Regions from separate parts of the Gossypium hirsutum genome. Here region 2 is linked to region 1. Evidence: chromatin contacts called from public Hi-C data. All regions are on one chromosome and are shown on one strand. Each heading gives the region's core, a stretch centred on a gene start, on an enhancer-like site or on the middle of the called end of the contact. The rest is flanking DNA. Distances are from core to core; before and after follow the strand shown. Region 1 holds the start of LOC107898988. Region 2 holds the start of LOC121228204 (peptidyl-prolyl cis-trans isomerase FKBP19, chloroplastic).

Evidence for each region. Hi-C and Micro-C count contacts between places; a contact is called where the count stands out from the background.
Region 2: a contact with region 1 is called in a Hi-C map of leaf, with 3 times the contacts expected there. The contact joins the promoter of LOC121228204 here to the promoter of LOC107898988 in region 1. A contact is called at or near these places in 2 of 34 Hi-C or Micro-C datasets (both in leaf).

Annotation. Positions count from the first base shown.
Region 1 is chrA04:80,982,988-80,986,672 of Gossypium_hirsutum_v2.1, reverse strand. LOC107898988 reads right to left here and starts at 1,595. Exons shown (of 2, transcript XM_016824577.2): 1 at 1,355-1,595. The coding sequence starts at 1,492.
Region 2 is chrA04:81,121,846-81,125,530 of Gossypium_hirsutum_v2.1, reverse strand. LOC121228204 (peptidyl-prolyl cis-trans isomerase FKBP19, chloroplastic) reads right to left here and starts at 1,820. Exons shown (of 9, transcript XM_041111483.1): 1 at 1,595-1,820; 2 at 1,326-1,500; 3 at 1,141-1,226; 4 at 993-1,043; 5 at 650-694; 6 at 321-376. The coding sequence starts at 1,672. LOC107898983 (transaldolase) reads right to left here. Exons shown (of 7, transcript XM_016824572.2): 6 at 3,571-3,685; 7 at 3,088-3,482. The coding sequence ends at 3,237.

The DNA of each region.
Region 1 (3,685 bases), core at 346-2,845:
TAAATATATGTGTATATATTTAAATATGACTTCAATCAGGCAAGCGCTTCATTTTGTGCCTAAGGCAATATAAGAGATCTAAAGCCTAGAGAGCCCCATCCACCCTTTGACAAAACTGACCTCGTGGCAAGAAAAACTGGTATATAGGCAGGCTAAGTTCCACCAGTGGCAATGCTAAATAAAAGAAATGTTAGGTTTCTTTCATATAATGGTTTAAGTCATAACTCTATTTCACAAATAGCAAACATGAAATAGGGATTTGAATCCATCATCCATAGGCCACTACAAAAGTGGTCAATTACTAAAATAATGTTTTTCTCAGAATATTACATGGTTGTAATTAAATAATTTCCCTTTAGCAGACGATAAAAACTCAAGGAGTCTTTAGATCCAAGCAAATGAAAGGCCGAAAGACAATATATGATGATTCTCTTATCCAAGTGCCACCATGACTATAAAATCATGGTAAGTAGACAACCTAATGTGAGAAATTTAAACTACAACTTGACCAAGTAGAATGACAGCAGTCAATTGGCCAACCAAGTCATTAGATAGAAAGTAAAAATGTCCAGGTCGCCTGAATCCTGTACTATCCCCTCTTCAGACTCAAGATTAAACTAACCCTTTCTGTGTGCTCAGCTCTGTTAACTGGACTCTTAATTTTCTTTAAAGTATCCGTATCATACAATTGTATCTGGCACATATTTGGACATTGATATGATGGTATGATCTTCCAAACACAGAAAAATATTTGAAGTTGCACATACCCGCATCTAACACCGACCCAGAATCCAGATAACATATTGCATAGTTCTAAACCACTGAACTCGAGTTCACTGATTATACACAATCTAATGCGAGGCTACCACTAAAACCCCTTTAAAAACAGCACATACGGAACTTCAGCAGACACATGCCAGTGGCCATAAAATGGAAGAACCGTTTTGTAAGAGCTACAGGAAAGGGACACACACACACACGCAAAGCAAAGAGGAAAACATTTATCATGAATAGTAAATAATCCTAAGATGAAATCTAAACTAACAGGACATTATACCAAATGAAGTTGAAGTCTATAAGCTATCTTGAGCATGTATGGTTGACTGTGCTATTAATTGTGGGTACGAAATTTGCAACTAATCTCTAAATGTAATAAACTATCAAATGTTAACTTGAACTTGTTCACAACCTTCTTCCACAGTTCATATTTTCCCTATAATTCTAACTACTTCCCAAAACCTAAGTGAAACAATTGAGAGCATAAAGCATGAAGCCGCAAGACAAAAACCCCAGAAGAAGAAAGGTTGGGGCATTAAAAAAAAAAGAAAAAAAAAGGAGAGAAGGATATAAGGACCTGCCAAACGCGATGGAGACGCTTCTTGGCGTTGGCTTTGCGGGTGGAAGTGAGCTTAATTCTCTTCCAAACGAGACCACCAGAGTCGTGCTTCTTCACTATCTCCATCACTCTTGTTCCCCAAAACGCTCCTGCCATCTCTCTCGCCGGTCGCTGCTCCTCTTGCTCTCTTCCTCACTTCTTACCCTATTTTCCAAACTGGGCCTAAAACCCCTGTAAACCCCACCCCTGCTAACACCCACAAAAAATAATGAGCCCAATTTTAAGAAACAAGATTTGGGATAATTCCGTTTTTGGCTCTTATAATTTAACAAATCTTTTAATGTGCCACTTCTATTTTGAAAATATCCATTTTGGCACTTCAACTCTATTTCCATCTATCATTATCTCTAGTGTTAAATTTTGAAATGGTGAACCAATTGTAGTATATAATTTGTCACAATTTCTCAAATTATTTTTTATTAAGATATTAAATAAATTATACTAAAAATATTTTTCAAAAAAAAAATCTTTTGAAATCTTAAATTCCTTCTTACTGAAGTATTTGTTTCAAATTTAAGGAGGATAATGAGGATGAGAGTTGCTATTCCTAATAATTATTAGGGTAAACAATAAATTTAATAGTTTAAATTACATTTTATCATCAAATTTTAAAAATTATAATATAATCATTAATGTTATTTATTATATTTTAATTATTAAATCATTAATTGCCATTAATAGTTTAATGACAAGTTAACATGGCATATGTTATATAAATTTGTTTATGGGCGGGGCCACCCAGCTCGCTCGAAAAGTAGAAGGGTTTGAGTAAAAATATAGGCCTGAAAAATGGGCTTGTGTAAAAAATCATGCTTGTTTAGAAAACGGGTTGGGCCTCATATAAGGCTTTTTTAGCTCGATCCTAGCCCGGCCCCAATATACAAAAAAAATTACTACTTTTTTTTATGTTCTTGTTGTTTTTGTAATTACGTTTTTTGCTATTTTTTTTACTATTTTGCTACCATTTCACTGCTATGTTGCTACTATTTTGTTGTTATTGTTTGTATATTGTATAACTTTTGTTTTATTATTATTTTTGTTACTATTTTAGAGGTATTTGCTTATTAAGTTGCACATATCTTAGTGTTATTTAAATGTACATATTGATTTTTAATTTATTTTCAATTTTTCGAGAAACATTTATTTTAATATTTTTAGTATTTTTGATGTATTATGTTTTTTAAAAATTATATAAAAAATAATATAAAAATAATACGGCTGGGCCTGGCTCAAGTTTCAACATTTTTATTCGGGCCAAGCATGGGCAAATTTTAGGCCCATTTATAGGTTGGGCCTAGCAAATGGGCCCAATTTTTTCATTGGACCCGGCCCAAGCCATGGACACCTCTAATGTTATATCACATTTCAAATAATATTTTTAGGCCAAATTCCATAACTAATCCCTATACTTTTTTTCTTTTTGAAAAATTTAATTATTTTTCTTTTATTTTCCTTTAACTTCCCCTTTTATTTTCTTTATTTTCCCTTCTCTTCCTCTCCCTTTCTTCATTCTTTCTTCTATTTGAGTTTTTTACTATATGGAAAAAATTTAAATAATGAAATTCATAATTTAAATAAAATTTTGGAGGTTTAAATTCTGTCTTGATTAGAGTTGATATTTTAAAAAATTAAATAGTAAATGTAACGTCCCCCTACCCGAGACCATCGCCCGAGTCGAGCAGGAGGCATTACAAAACTTATCTTAGCACTTAAACAGTTTTCGTAGTAAACTATCCATCTGCGTCACGGTCGCTAAAAAAATCATATCTCGAGTTACGAAACTCGAAATCTAATTCCGTAAATTTTTCCTGAAACTAGACTCATATATTTACTTACTAATTTTTTTCTAGAATTTTTGGTCAGGCCAATTAGTACAGTTTATTAGAAAAAGTCTCCCCTGTTTCAGGGTTCGGCTACTCTGACCCTTGTGCACTACGAATCAAATTTCTTCCTGTATAGAAATCCAATGACTATGCCATTTGTTTCAATTAAAAATAGACTCAATAAGGAATCCATTCAAATAAAGTTTGAGTCTTAATTCTTAATACACAATTTATGGTGAATTTCTAAAGTCAGAACAGAGAATCCAGAAATTGTTCTAACCCTGTTTCACCAAAACGTAAATATCTCATAAAATTCATTATAAAACATAAATTTTGAGCTCTATTCAACTTAGTCCCTATTTAAACCTAACTTAGAAATTCCTTTAACTAATCACTTCTAACTTCAATTTCTATCAATTTAACCCATAAAACCTCAATTTATTCAACTAAATCAATATCTAAAAAT
Region 2 (3,685 bases), core at 571-3,070, 140 kb before region 1:
CACTGTGAAGTAAACTGTGAAATTTGCATACAATATTATCGCAGAAAAGAAATTACTTAATCCTTGTTTTCTTTTCATGATAAAAAAGTATCATGCATCTGCATCAACAAGTTAAAGAAGTTTTATAGCTCAGACCGCAAAAATATTTAGCTCGATTTAGTAAAAGGAGCGAAATGCACTTGAAACCATTGATCAATAGCCCATCTTTTATTTGACACACTTAATGTTGGTAGCCACAGGACACAAGATTACAAAGTGGAGTACGCAATGTGTGAATACAGTAAACAAGATTATATGCATTAGAAAAGCAGAACAAGCACCTTCTAACACCACCCAGAGCCATTCCTGTAATTGCTTCTTCGAATGCTGGAATCACCTGAATAATTGATAAGGAGAAAATCTTATTTTGAAGGTTTCATCTTTATATTTGTATCTCAATATAATATTGTACTTTGGATGTGGCTTATAAATTTAAAAAGGAAGAAAAAGTACTAATTGAGAGACCTTAGACAATCATAAATCCTTAAAACTAAATTATTAGCTTAGATCACAAAAACAAGAAAAAGGTGAGTTAGAACTATATTATCTTTAACATTCATGAGTTGTATGGAGAACACTATTATCTGATTCAGCAAAACCAACTACTCACTTCTTGGGATTCAAGTCTAAATTTGAAGAAGTCTTTGTCATCTCCCTGCATGTTTTAAACCCAGATAATATCATGAAATAATCAACTAATTTAAAATGACATGCAGAATTAGGACGGGAAGCGTTATGTACAACAAAGGAACCGCCTTTGGTCTTGTTTCGAGCTTCAAATATGCGGCCATAATACCCTATAGTGTAACCATCCCAATCAACCTACAGTATATAGTTCGTAGCCCATAAACTGCTTGAAATAGCTTAGGCAAAAATAACAAAAACAATAATAGTTGCGCACTAAATTTGAAGGTATTAAGTTTTGACATAAACATTTGAAAATTGATGCTTACCACTACTGTATCTCCCATCTTCGGTGTAGGGCCATTCCCGACCCGCAAGTCCTACATTCTCATTGGAATTTTTATCAAGATAAGAACATATACACCAATTAAAAACTAAAATTAACATTGAATGGGATTGTTTCCGTAGCAAAATGACCTTGTACTGAAGACCTGATACTGTTTCAGTGTAATCTGGATACCGCATTTTGGTCTTCCCATAATCCTTTCCCCTAAGTGCTGGCACTGTGCTCCAAATTCCAACAATTTGGATTAGCAAATGAAATGCATAAAATTAAAAATAAAATGGAATGAATCCCTAAGCTAAAAGAAAAAGAAAAGTACTATCAGTAAATCCAGAAGAGGCAGCCATTGCCATCTCAATTTCTCCGTTGGAAGAATCCCAGAGAGCAGGAGCGACTAATCCAACCGCTCCAATTACCATAATTTTCCTTCGCTCGATCCGCTGAGATGGTGGCTGCTGCTGCTGGAGTTGCGCAGAAAGGCATGCTATTGGTCTCTGAAATCAAAGAAGATACATTACGGTTGGGGTTGGATTGGGTGGTCAATAGAAGAAATTAATTACGAGGAAATTGAGGGAGGAGATGACGTACCCTAGTAGAAGCTCTTGCAGTTGCAGAGGATAAGGTAAGGGATTGGGGCAGAAATCCAGTTGCTGAAATCGACGCCATCAAACTAAGTATTCAATTCCGTGACGAAAGCAGGAAAGAAAAGGCGGTGAGACTTTGACGGAGAAAGAAAGAAAGTGCGTCTACTTTGTACGCGGGAAGATAACGGCCTCAGCTTTTTGTGACATTCCTTCTACGGCTGTATGCCCGCTCTCATAATATTTATCCTTTGGATTTTATGGGACACTGGGCTGGGCCGCCACCGGTTTCAAATTGTTTTAGCATGCTGTCAGGTTCTTTTTTTTTTTCGGCCATCAAAATCGAAAATCAAACAACATTTATAAAATCCAAATTAAAATATCATGGTTATCCACATTAAAAATATAATATTTTTTTAAAAATGTTATATAAAAGTTATTGATTTTTTAAAAAAAATCTAAATCCTAAATTTATTATAAACATCAAGAATCGAAGCGAATTATCATAAACGGTTTAAAAAAAATTAAAAATTTCAACCAAATTCAATTCAATTCACCCCTAATTTTAAATTCATTTGTGGAATTCTTTTACTCATTATCATCTATGCTAAATTGGTCTTAAACTTCAAATGATTCTAGTTGAGTCCTTAAAATATCAAAATTATATTTTATCAAGTCTTTCCATCAACTTAATTGTCAATTTAAAGGTAGGTTTGAATAGGCGGTGCAGTTCGTTTAGCTTACTTTTGATCTCACGCTATAATATTTAATCTCACCACTATTAATGTTTTTACACTAACAACTACTAAACGCACTACTCATTCAAATTCACCCTAAATATTAAATAATAGTTTATATTTGATTAGAAGTATATTTAAAACACATAAATTAAATTATAAACATGTTAATATCTACATGAATAATTTGAATTTAATATATGAAAAAACGGACGAAAAATTAACCTTAAAAAAATTATTTTCTTAACAAGCCAAATTTAAGTTACCCACATGATTAAGTACAAGTGTTTATAACTGGATTCGCGAATTTCAAGTTTTAAATATATTTTGCATCAATTTTGAGCTCACAGTTAACGTCTATAACGTCTAAACTAATAAGTATACTAACAAAACAACTCACTTGGTTATAAAAATGATGTCAGTAAAATTAACCCATTTTTATAATTAAATTTTCAAAATACCAAAAAAGAAAATAATTTTTATATAGGTCAACCATTGGAATAAACAAAAACAAAAATAGTACGGTAACATATTCTCCATTTATTCTTTTTTTCTTTTTTCTTTTTGGAAAAACTTCACCAAGGAAAAGAAAAACATTTGACCATAAACGATAGGAGTTGACCAAAATATCACAAATATTTTGGCAAGTTTGATTGCGATTGATTTTCACACCCAAGATTTCTATTACCTTATCCTTTTTAAGGTTTCCTGTTGCTTTAGAACCACATCTGCAACTACATTGATCAGCAGGAGCCATAAAACAAAGCACAAAACAAAAGTTCCATTAAACAAACACTCGCTGCTTCATATTACATAATATTCAACGTCTCACATAACGCTCGCTCACCAACTTTCTTTTACAGCAGGAACCAACACCCGCTTGTTTTTATTGTGTTTGCAGTGACAGCAAATCTAAGAAATCACAAATTTAAGAGTGTTTGCCTTCTCTTGCAATGTGTCGAGAAGGCTGTCAAAGCTCTTCTTGAAAGACTCCACTCCCTCGTCTTCCAGCTGTGAACCGACTTTGCCCCAGTCAATCCCCAACTTCTCAAGTGCACTATAGATGCCTTCAGCTTCAGACACGTTTGCGTCAATCGTCCTTGAAACTGTGCCGTGGTCTATAAAGGCTTGGAGTGCTTGGTCAGGCATGGTTGAGACCTGCAAACAGCACCAAAATGACAGAAAAGATTATGGGATTATTCATTAACTCATTTTGAAAACTTTATTCAGAAAGAAGATAGCTCACCGTGTCAGGTCCAATGAGAGGAGCAACATATAGGGTGTCAGGGTAGGCAGGGTTCTTGACACTAGTTGAGGCCCAGAGCAACCTCTGTTTCTTGGCACCCTTCTTCACCAAAGCT